Regions from separate parts of the Mus musculus genome. Here all the other regions are linked to region 2. Evidence: chromatin contacts called from public ChIA-PET and HiChIP or PLAC-seq data. All regions are on one chromosome and are shown on one strand. The core of a region is the stretch at or near the end of the contact, and the rest is flanking DNA. Distances in the headings are between cores, read along the strand shown. Region 1 holds the start of Scn2b (sodium channel, voltage-gated, type II, beta). Region 2 holds the start of Sidt2 (SID1 transmembrane family, member 2). Region 3 holds the start of Jaml (junction adhesion molecule like).

Region 1 (3,309 bases), core at 500-2,999, 840 kb before region 2:
ACTTCTCACAGCCCTGCCTTGAAGTTCCAGTTGGCTTTGGGTCTTGTGCCCCTGGGACAGCTTTCAGAGACCAAGCTGGACTTCCAAATACATTCATTCATCCGGTCAGCAGCATCCCCGGGTGGTCAATTACCTCCCGGTTAGTGAATTTCAAGTCTCAACCAGGCGCTGTGCAGAATTCTCAGCTCTTCCCTGTGTGGAAGGCTCAGTCACAGCCATGTGGAATAAGGGGAGTGGGGTTGGGGGGAGGTCAGCCTCTTCCAAAGAGCTGGGTTTGAATCCTGGCTCTGATCTATCACCTGTACATTGGACCTAACGTTAAGATCAAATTGTGATTCCTCACTGTGGACAGATAAATGTGCACAGCTAAATAAATGATTGCTGTTTAAGGACCTGTGATACGCTTGGCTCTGTTCTCCTCTTTGCTTAGGGCCACTTCTCTCCTAACTTCTACTTGTGACAACCTGTATTCTCCCCTCCTTCGAAATAACAAGTTTCAAACATACACCAAAGCCAAGGGAAGTGTGCCCCAGGCACCACCAATCATCTGGGACCATCAGCTACATTACCCACGGGTGTTAAAAACACAGACACTATCTTTATGATACCCGGCAGCATTAGACGTTATTTGTTGACATAATCAACGTCCAGTTTACATTCGCTCCCTGCTCCCCTTGTCTCAAAACCTGTTCCTTTCCTTGTTGATTTGTTTGAATCCGGGTCCCTCAGAGGTCCATGCTCTATTCTCTTGTAAAAGTCTCTTAGGCATTTGTGCATCAGCCTTCTCTGACAAGTTCTGTATTCTGCGGAAATGCTAGAGCAATGAGGAAGTCATTACTTTCCAAGAGCCTCCTGCCCACTTCGCTGAACCCAAACAACAAAAGGCAACTCTTTCCTGGGTGTTTACATCTATGTACGTACGTATGTACGTACGTACGTATGTATGATCTATCTATTCTCTTGCCCCTCCCCGTGTGTGTGTGTGTGTGTGTGTGTGTGTGTGTTGGGGAGAGACAGAGAGAGACAGACAGACAAACAGAGAGACAGAGAGAGAGCATGTAGCATGAGTATACAGGTGCCACTAATGTGTTGAGGTTAGACCATAACTTGCAGGGATCAGTTCTCTCCTTCTGCTGGGTGACCAGGTGTGTTCCCGGGGATCAAACTCAGGTCATCATGCTTGGCAGTGGCCACAAGCACTTTCCCCAGGGAATCAACTCACAGGCCTTTGGGGCGTATTCATATGATAAAAAGGACTTCCTTACAGCCCTTTGATAAAAACAGATGGCTCTAACAGTCTTTCTCTTTTTCCTTTTTTCTTTCTCTCCCTCCTTCCCTCCCTCTCTCCTTCTCTCCCCTCCTTCCTCCCCTCTCTTGCAAGGGTCTTGCTTTGGAGCCTAGGCTAGCTTTGGACTGCTATGAGTTCAAGGCAGTCCTGTCTCTGTTTCCCTAGTGCTAGGATTGCAGGCACGTGCCACCTCACCTAGAATTCTCTAACAATTTTCAAAGTCTAAAAATCATTTCAAATGCAGTAGGAAGGCAAAATTTGATTGAGCTCTGAGTTTAGAGGCTAAATTTTCTGGCAACTTAATTTCTTCCAGGAATATCTTTTTTATGCCCTCCCACCTGCTTTCTGAAATCCACCAACCACAATATTTACTCCATCCCCTTTTTTTTCTTCCTTTCCCTTATACACCACCCCCCTCTCTTTTTAGCAGCCACATACAAGTCGGCCATATTAGAGAGATGGAAATAAAGCTTCCTCAATGTTGCATATGTCTTTGAAGTACATCCGTGCATTTTCTTTTTTAGCATTTAACCATTCCTACCTTGTGGTCCTTGGTCCCTCAATCACCCTTTCCCACAGCCCACCCGCCTAACGTCACAGTCTCTGAAAATGCACAGGGATGCCTGGCTACCTCGCCCTGCCTTCAGTCTCACGGGGCTCAGTCTGTTTTTCTCTTTGGGTAAGTTAGAACCACATCTGCATGCTCCTAAGGGTCAGAAGTGCAGCTGCAGCGGAAAGAGGAGGGGGCGGGGGAGGGGGCAAGAGGGAAGGAGTGTGAGCCGCTTCCCTCTGTGTCCTTGGGAAGGGGCGTGCTGGGGATCTGGGACAGCTGGGACTGCCGGATGCTGGGCTTCTCCTTCCCAGAAATGTTGACTAGAGGGTGAGTGTTGCTCGGGGATGAAAATGGTCAAATTTATCAAGAGGTGGTTCATCCTGTAGATTTCCCTGAAGTGGACCCATGTGGGGGTGGGGCAGAGCTAGGCTGCTCTGCGGTCTCTTCAGGGATTTTTCTCTTCACCACCACCACCACCACCACCACCACCACCACCACCACCACCACCACCATCATCATCATGTTTTCATTTTCAGTTACTTCCCAAGAGATCTCATAGGAGTTGCTGGCTTCTTTAAAAGTCTCATTTGTGAGCCCGTTCCCTGGGATCTGGTGGATTTAAAGGAGATCGCGTTCTCGAGAGTTGGGGGCAGAGAGTTGAGCCTATCCCACCAATTTGTTGGGATGCGTGTGGGAGGAGGTGGGTATCAGGCTTAAGGACCAGCTCCGGGTTGGCAGGAGAGGCACCAGAGTAGCTGCTACCGAGGCAGGCACCCCTGGTGTGAACCAGATGGAATGGATGAGGTCAGGTGCCCAGGATCCTGGGAAAAGGAGCAAACTGTAAGTGGAACCTAGGGAGAGTTCCTTTAAAACCAGTCTCCGTGGTCCAGCCCAACCTTGCAGACCACCCTGTCGTAAGGTCCCAAAGCCAATTTCATAGCTGAACACCTAGAGACCTCGTACTAGGCAGGTATGTTAGGAGGCTATTTGTAGGCCTGCTTCCCGACTCTACCCCACCCCACAACCCATAAGGTCTCACTTTGTAGTCTTGGCTGATCTCGAACTTTCAGTGATTCTCCTGTCTCTTTCTCTTCCTGGGTGATGGGATTACAGACAAGTGCCACCATGCTGGGCTCTAAACCTGCCTTGTGGACAGTTTTACTCTCACTCTTAAAATTCTCTCTGTAGTGCCTGAGGGTCAAGTTTAAGGATCTTAGGTGAGATTAGGTCCCACTATAAGCTCTCTCAATCTGTCTGTCTCTCTGTTGTCTCTCTTTCTGTCTCTATGCTGGTCTCTGTCTCTCTGTCCCACCTTCTGTGTCCTTTCTCACTGTGCTGGGTGGTATATCCCCCCTCCCTCTCATGCTGGGTATAGGGCCCACAGGGATAACAGAGACATGAAGCAATCCTGGTAACCTGCAAGATAAAGATCTAACATCTTTCGTCTTTCGGAACTGGACCCAAGTTT
Region 2 (3,509 bases), core at 40-2,539:
TTCCGGGATGATCCTGGAAATGGTACTCAAAAGGGGAGATCAGACTTCAAGGAAATGGATCCTGATGGTTGATCATGGCCTGCCAGAAACCAAACTCCTCTCCCTCCCAAAGAAAGCCTCAGGTGCCTCCTCCTCAACTCCAGTGCTTCCGAGTCAATCCAGATCGGGCCTTGGAGAATGAGCAAGAGAGCTAGGCAGGCCACACAGCCAGGCAGCAAGAATCTCCCAGGCTGTGCTCTGCCTGGGCCCAGCTCTGCCAGCCTTCTTTCTACTTTCACTACTGGGAAGAAATGAGTAAGAAGTCGGAGATAGTTCTGTCTTAGAAACAAACTCCCTTTTCTCTTGCCACTCAGCCTTCGAGGGCCTTATCTTGTCACCTTCAACTTACAAGGCCAGCTGGCTTTCTGAGGCAAGGAGGTCTGTCTCCTTCACCTCCCTGTGACCGAGCTCTTTCAATTCTAAGTTGGCCCCATCTGGAGTTGTCTGAGCCACGCAAGGCTGGGAGCCTGTTTTCCCCTCACCCCGACCTCACAGACTGAGAGCTAGATTGAGAGCCAGGTCACAGAGCAGACCAGACCGGTCCTGATCACAGCTGGTGGCAGGGAACTTCCCAAGCTGCCCCGCTGGAGCTGCCCGGGAATGCTGGTGGAAACCAGGTCTTGGCAGGGGGAGGGCGGCTCAAAGGCTGGCGGAGAGGAAAGGGGCAGCATCAAGTCCAGGCCGGGCGCCCACCCGCTCGGCCGCCCGTGGAGTCCCGCGCTCACCCGGTTGCGGGTCACGGTGTGGTTGAAGGTGTAGATGTTGACCAGCTCGCTGTTGACGTCGTCCGCGTAGGTGCGCTCAAACTCCGCGTCTTTCTGCGAGACGTTCTTGGGCCCCAGGGCCCCCAGGTGGCTCTCGACGGAGGCCACCAAGAGCACGCACAAGGGCAGACGCCAGGCGATCATGGCCCGGGACGGCGGGGATTGGCGACGGGACGGCGACCGGGCGCGTTGCGGCTGCCGCAGCAGCTTCCAGCATCTCACCGGGACCAGAACTTTAACCCCGGCCTCAGATAGGACGCGTCCCCTCCCTGGAGCCGCTCCTGGGCCTCGCGCGGATCCCGGCTCGCGAGGGCGGCACCGCGACCCGCTACCCCAGCCCGGCCCAGCCCGGCCCAGCCCGGCTGGAGACCCGGCGTCCGCTCGCGCCCGGAGAGCCGAGGCGGCGGTGGCCCTGGCCCGAAGGCTTCCCGGACGCGGGCCCTTTAAGGGCGGCGGACGCGGCGCAGAACTCGGAGCTACCAGGAGCTGCGCCGCGGTAAACAGCGGGCTGTGCCCGCCCGCTTACGTCATGGGAAACCGACGCGGATTTAAAGGGCCAGGCTGCCTCTACTTCCCACGCAGCCGTCGCCGCCTCCTTCCTTCGCTGTCCTGTGAGCGTCTGGAGTTGGGTTTTTCACGAAGGATCACTAAGTATTGGATTCTTGCTTTTGTGGTCCGCGTTTTTTTGGCTTTTTGAGACGGCTCACATAACTCAGGCTGGTCTGGAACTGGTCGTGTAAGTTTGGAGAGTCTTGAACGCCTGATCCTCCTCCCACCTCTACTGCTGGGTGTTGGCATTGCTGGCAAGATTCACAGAGCCCAGTAAGTGCAGGGTCTTGCTGACAGATGATTTCTTTGCTCAAGACAGGAATTGTGCTCCAAAATCATTACCCCAGCATCATTCTTTTTCCCTCATTGGCTCATAAAAGCGCCTGCCCACTGAGAGCAGCTCAGCGGCCGCTCCCCTCTCACAGTAGAGGGGATAACCAGAACCAGGGCACCATAACCAGGATGCCTTCCAACCTGTGAGCTCTGTCCCTACTCTGCAGAAACTGCTTTGTTTGTTTGAACAAAGCCCACGGAAAGATTCTGACCTTTCGTTGTCAACTGGCAAAAACCTTTCTGAGGAACTGTTTTGGCTTAGGCTTAAAAGAGCTCTATACCCTTCAACCCAGTCATTCCACTCCAGGGACTGTGTCCTACGAATAAGAAATACAAATAAAATATGGGGACAGCAATTTGCATCCCTGTGATCTTGAGAAAGCTCAAAGGAAACTGCTTGTTCACAGTGAAGGAAGAGGTGGTCAGAGATACTACTATGAAGTTAAGCAGATAGATTCTTAATACCATCAAAGGGACATCTAAGGAGGGAATTCAAGAATAACATTATATAAGTGGTATATAATCCAAACTTCAGACATAAATAGGAAAATATGCACAAGAACCGAGCTGAGATGGCTTATCAGGAAGAGGCACTTGCCATGGAAAGCCCGGCCTGAGCTCTACACCAGGGAGGAGAGAACTAACTCCACAAATTTGTTCTCTGACTTCCACAGACACCTGGCAACATGTGCTTGCGCACTTCACACACAGACACATGAACAATAATAAATTATATATATATATATACACACACACACACACACACACACACACATGTACAAGGGTGGATGAAGTGTCTCAGTGGGTGCGGGTGCTTGCCAAGATGCCTGATGACCATCTCTGGGACCCAAAAGGTGGAAGAGGGGAAAAACCTGACTCTGCAAGTTGTCATCCGCCCTCCACATGCATGCTGTAGCACCTCTGAAACATACACATATACACAATATGTAATTAAAGGTCATTACAAAGAACACAGACACACACACAGACACACAGACACACACATACACACACACACACACTTGGGTTCCATCCTGTTAGGAAAAGTATCGGTTCAGGGAGCCCCAAACCAAGTTCTCAGCACAAAGGAAGATTGATTTGCCACAGAAGGCATGGAATATGAGACAAAGACAGGAGACAGTGGATGAGGGAGAAGGGGAAGGGGTATTTGAGGACAAAGGACTGCCTCTGGCTAGAGAGGAGACAAATGTGGCCCATAGGGAAATGATGGTTTATAAAGGTAAAATGGGAAACTCCATGTTAGGATGAGGCGTTTAATTTTAATTGGGCATGTTAATTAGGCGAGCCAAAGGGAGCTTTTGATTGCTGGACTTCAACACTTTGATAGCTGGACCTTGGTAATCAACCTCAGGTGAAAGGATTGGCTAAATTAAGGAACAGACCTTGGGGGCTAGCTTTAGGAATGTATAATGTCTTTTTAGAAAGACAAATGGGGGAGAAGGGCAAGGCCTGCCAAGCCATGCTCACCAAGCTCAAGCTGTCAGAGTCCCTTCAAACCCCCAGTATGGTAAGTAAATAAATAACGTGTGCTACAATTGGATGTATTGTATTTCTGTAGACAAATTTTGTGTTTAAAGAAAAAAAATGGGCTGGAGAGATGGCTCAGCAGTTAAGAGCACTGACTGCTCTTCCGAAGCTCCCGAGTTCAAATCTCAGCAACCACATGGGGTATCACAACCACCTGTAATGTGGGATCTGATGCCCTCTTCTGGTGTGTCTAAAGACAGCTACAGTGTACTTACACATAATACATAAATAAATCTTTATACAAAAAATATGGCCAACCCTGAAGCTGTCAGATGT
Region 3 (3,285 bases), core at 69-2,568, 880 kb before region 2:
ATGGCCTGAGTTGTTCCCCAAGATGGCCAAGCCACTCAAAGGGTCTGCTAGGAGAACAGCTTGCTCTCTGTATGATGGCAACCCTCACAGTCGGAGGAAACCTATACAGCAACATGGTGGGCGGAGCACTGGCCAGGGGAATCTCTGGAAGCAGCTAAAGGTGATCAATCAGCCAGGCTGCATCTGTACAGTAAGAGAAGAAGAAGTGAAACTTCTGTGTCCGAAACACAGCCTCAAGTTTTCTATTCTCCAAGTAATTGTGCTTTATTTACATAAAGCTGATTTCTCAGCAAATGCCTCTTGCCAGTCAAGATTTTTGTTGTTGTTTTGTTGTTGTTTAGATATAAGGGGTTCACAGTGTAGTCCAGGCTGGCTCCTCCTGCCTGAGCCTTCTGGGTGCTGAGATGTCCAGCATACACCACTAGGCCTGGCTGATTTGAGATCTTGCTTGCAGAGTTTGTAATCCAGAAGGGAGGTGACATCTGCAGGGACCTGAGATATGAGGCTCACCTGAGTGAGCTGCAAGTCTTTCCTTCTAGAAAAAAACTATACATACTGCAAGTAGGACAACTGTGTCAACCCCTCCACGGTTCCAGGACATCGCAGAAGAGGAGGCAGAATGTCAAAGCCAGAAGACAGGGATGCCGTGCTTCTGGATAGGACATGGCCCTGGTAATCATGTCCACACAGCAGCTGTGGCTACCTGCAGAAGACTTATATATGCACATACACAGGCACACATGGACACACACACACACAAATGAACAATGCACATAGACACACACTGGGACACACACACACACTGCAGGCACATAGGCACACTCAAGCTCACATACATACCACACACAGGCACACACATAGGCAAAGATGTACACATGTACACAGGCATCACCCCCACATACACACATCAGCGCACATGCATGTACATACACCACACAGTAGCATGCCCACACACTGTACACACAGGCACACACATGTATACATGCATGCATGCATATACACAGGCACACATAGGTGCACAGTGCACCCTCTATGCACAGACACCACACACACACACACACACACACACACAAGCAAGCATAGGACTAGCTGGGAAGAGGATCAGCAGGGATGAACTGGGAATAAGAGAGGGTGATGAGGGTGAATATGACCATCACAATACATTGAATACCATTTGTAAAATTGAAAAAAAAACCCATAATTTAAAAGTAATGGAAATATAAATGCAAATTGAGCAGTGACCTAGATGATTGAATGGAGAGCCTTGATTGGGAGGTTCCTGTTTCTGTTTCCGCAGCCACCACAGAAGGCATGCACATCTGTGTTGCTTTGAGCCTGATCTCCTGTGCTGGCAGAAGTCTCTCAGTTGGTGTGGGCGATGCTGTGGCAGGAGATCGCGGTGGACTGTTCTTCCTGGGCACTGTCATCTTGGGTAAGCAGTGACTTTGTGTGCTGTGAGCCGTTCTTTGAGCTGTTCTGAGGAGATGGCCAGTTGTCATTCAAAGGAAGGGTGGTGAGATGGGCATTGCTGTAGGATGAGGAGGCCGTGCATGGAATTCCCGGTCTCTGCAGGTGGGCTGCTGTGAGGTAGACCAGTAGGTGCAGCTTTAGTGTCTGTAGTGTACTTTGTGTGAAGGTTCTCAGAGAAAGAAGTAAGCCTTGCTTGTGGTAAGCACGGACGGGGTTGTTTAGAAGGTCTAGCTTTCCTGTTGCCGATGGCTTGAGACAGAATCGTGACTGCTTTTGAGCTCATGGCAGGACTCCTACCTCACTGTTTTCTCCCTGATCTGGATACGTCACCAAGGCAGTTTCCCAAGAGACTCGGACTATTTATTGTCTTTACTCATCACACCCTGACATAGCCTCCAGAAAGGCAGATGCAGGCCGGATGGTGACTAGATGCATGCTGGGCTGGAGGGAACAGGGAGGGATGTTCCCAAGGTCCCATCTGAGTACATGTAACCTAGGTTGTGTTTCAGAAGCCACGAAGCACCCCTCCACCCAATCTGTATTACTTGGTCTTAGAGGGAAAGTCAAGGGCATATTTCAAGAGGTTTGTATCACGCAGGGTGGCTATGAGGACTTGTGAACTTACAAATTTCTGAGAGCCCAAAAGTGCACAGGAACGAGCAGGGGACTTAGCATGGCAGCGGAGAGGGGCGTGCTTAAGAATGTCACACAGTTGTCTGATTTTATGGTCTTGGTTATTACCGGGGCAAATGGCTAGGAGACAGTCCCCGCTCTCCCATTGTCTTGCAATATTGTCATATCTGAGGGCCATTTTCATATTCTGTGTGGCATTCTCATTGTTACAAGTCTCTTTTCGGAAGCTTCCCTCCACTGCCATAATTATACCCAGGGGGAAAGTTTCTATTCATTGTTAATTGTAGGAAAGAGTTCCTGGTGGTTGCACACACCCTAGGACTGATAGGAGATTTTTGCCAGGAGTCACTGTGGAGGAGCCTTGAGCTTGGGTCAGATGCTCTGCCAGCAAGGGAAATGACTGACTGTGTGGTATCACCTGAAGGTTGTCTGCTGAGCTAAGTCAGTACCCAGAAAGGGAGCAGGGTAGGGAGGATAGCTTAACAGGCAAGGCGACTCTGAGTACGTCTGCTGGGATTTTAAAAGCCAAGATTTCATTTGTGTGTGTTTAGAATTCAGAATTTTGGAGAATCATATGTTTTAAAATATACGTGTGTGTGTGTGTGTGTGTGTGTGTGTGTGTGTGTGTGTGTGTGTGTAGTCATGTGCTAAGTAACATTTTAGTTGACAATGCACAGACAGGAGTCCTATACGATTATATAACCTAGCAGCATCTTAACCTTAGTTTGCGTAGGTGTACTCTGGGATGGTCACAGAATGGAATTTCCTGATGACAATATTCCCCCTTACTAAATGATGTATGAGTGTGTGTGTGTGTGTGTGTGTGTGTGTGTGTGTGTGTGTGTGTGTGTATACACACAAATTCTGAATATTTGCCACCAACTCAGGAAATTGAAACTTAACTAGAGGCTTCTTGGTAAATTCTCAAGGTGTCATGAGCTTTTTTGAGAATCTGTAAACTGAGGATTTCCTGGCCCCCCGACTCCAACACTATGCTAGCACCTGAGCTGTAGTGATACATAAGCACATTTTTAGCCTCTTGGAGCTTATCATCTTGGAGAGTGAGAGGAAGAGCAAATATTTAATCAGATGGGCACCCCAGCAAGTAGATGATTACAAGCTGTGGCAGATACTAGAAAGAAAGATAAGTAGCACGGTGAAGGCGTGTGGCTAGGTGGCCTG

What was found. ChIA-PET counts read pairs in DNA pulled down with a chosen protein or histone mark. HiChIP or PLAC-seq counts read pairs in DNA pulled down with a chosen protein or histone mark.
Region 1: an H3K4me3 HiChIP or PLAC-seq map of pro-B cells shows a contact between it and region 2, with 3 times the contacts expected there. The contact joins the promoter of Scn2b here to the promoter of Sidt2 in region 2. A contact is called at or near these places in 3 of 39 promoter capture datasets (hippocampal neurons, liver and pre-B cells) and 2 of 115 datasets of contacts at active chromatin or transcription factors (embryonic forebrain and pro-B cells).
Region 3: a contact with region 2 is called in an RNA polymerase II ChIA-PET map of memory CD8 T cells, with 6 read pairs. The contact joins the promoter of Jaml here to the promoter of Sidt2 in region 2. A contact is called at or near these places in 2 of 39 promoter capture datasets (hippocampal neurons and pre-B cells) and 1 of 115 datasets of contacts at active chromatin or transcription factors (memory CD8 T cells).

Annotation. Positions count from the first base shown.
Region 1 is chr9:45,116,127-45,119,435 of GRCm38.p6, forward strand. Scn2b (sodium channel, voltage-gated, type II, beta) reads left to right here and starts at 1,750. Exons shown (of 4, transcript NM_001014761.2): 1 at 1,750-1,967. The coding sequence starts at 1,898. The region is part of intron 1 of Gm10684 (predicted gene 10684); the gene reads right to left.
Region 2 is chr9:45,953,960-45,957,468 of GRCm38.p6, forward strand. It overlaps Sidt2 (SID1 transmembrane family, member 2), which reads right to left and starts at 1,290. Exons shown (of 26, transcript NM_172257.4): 1 at 765-1,290. The coding sequence starts at 947. A830035O19Rik (RIKEN cDNA A830035O19 gene) reads left to right here and starts at 27. Exons shown (of 1, transcript NR_152206.1): 1 at 27-2,039.
Region 3 is chr9:45,077,865-45,081,149 of GRCm38.p6, forward strand. It overlaps Jaml (junction adhesion molecule like), which reads left to right and starts at 1,319. Exons shown (of 11, transcript NM_001005421.4): 1 at 1,319-1,432.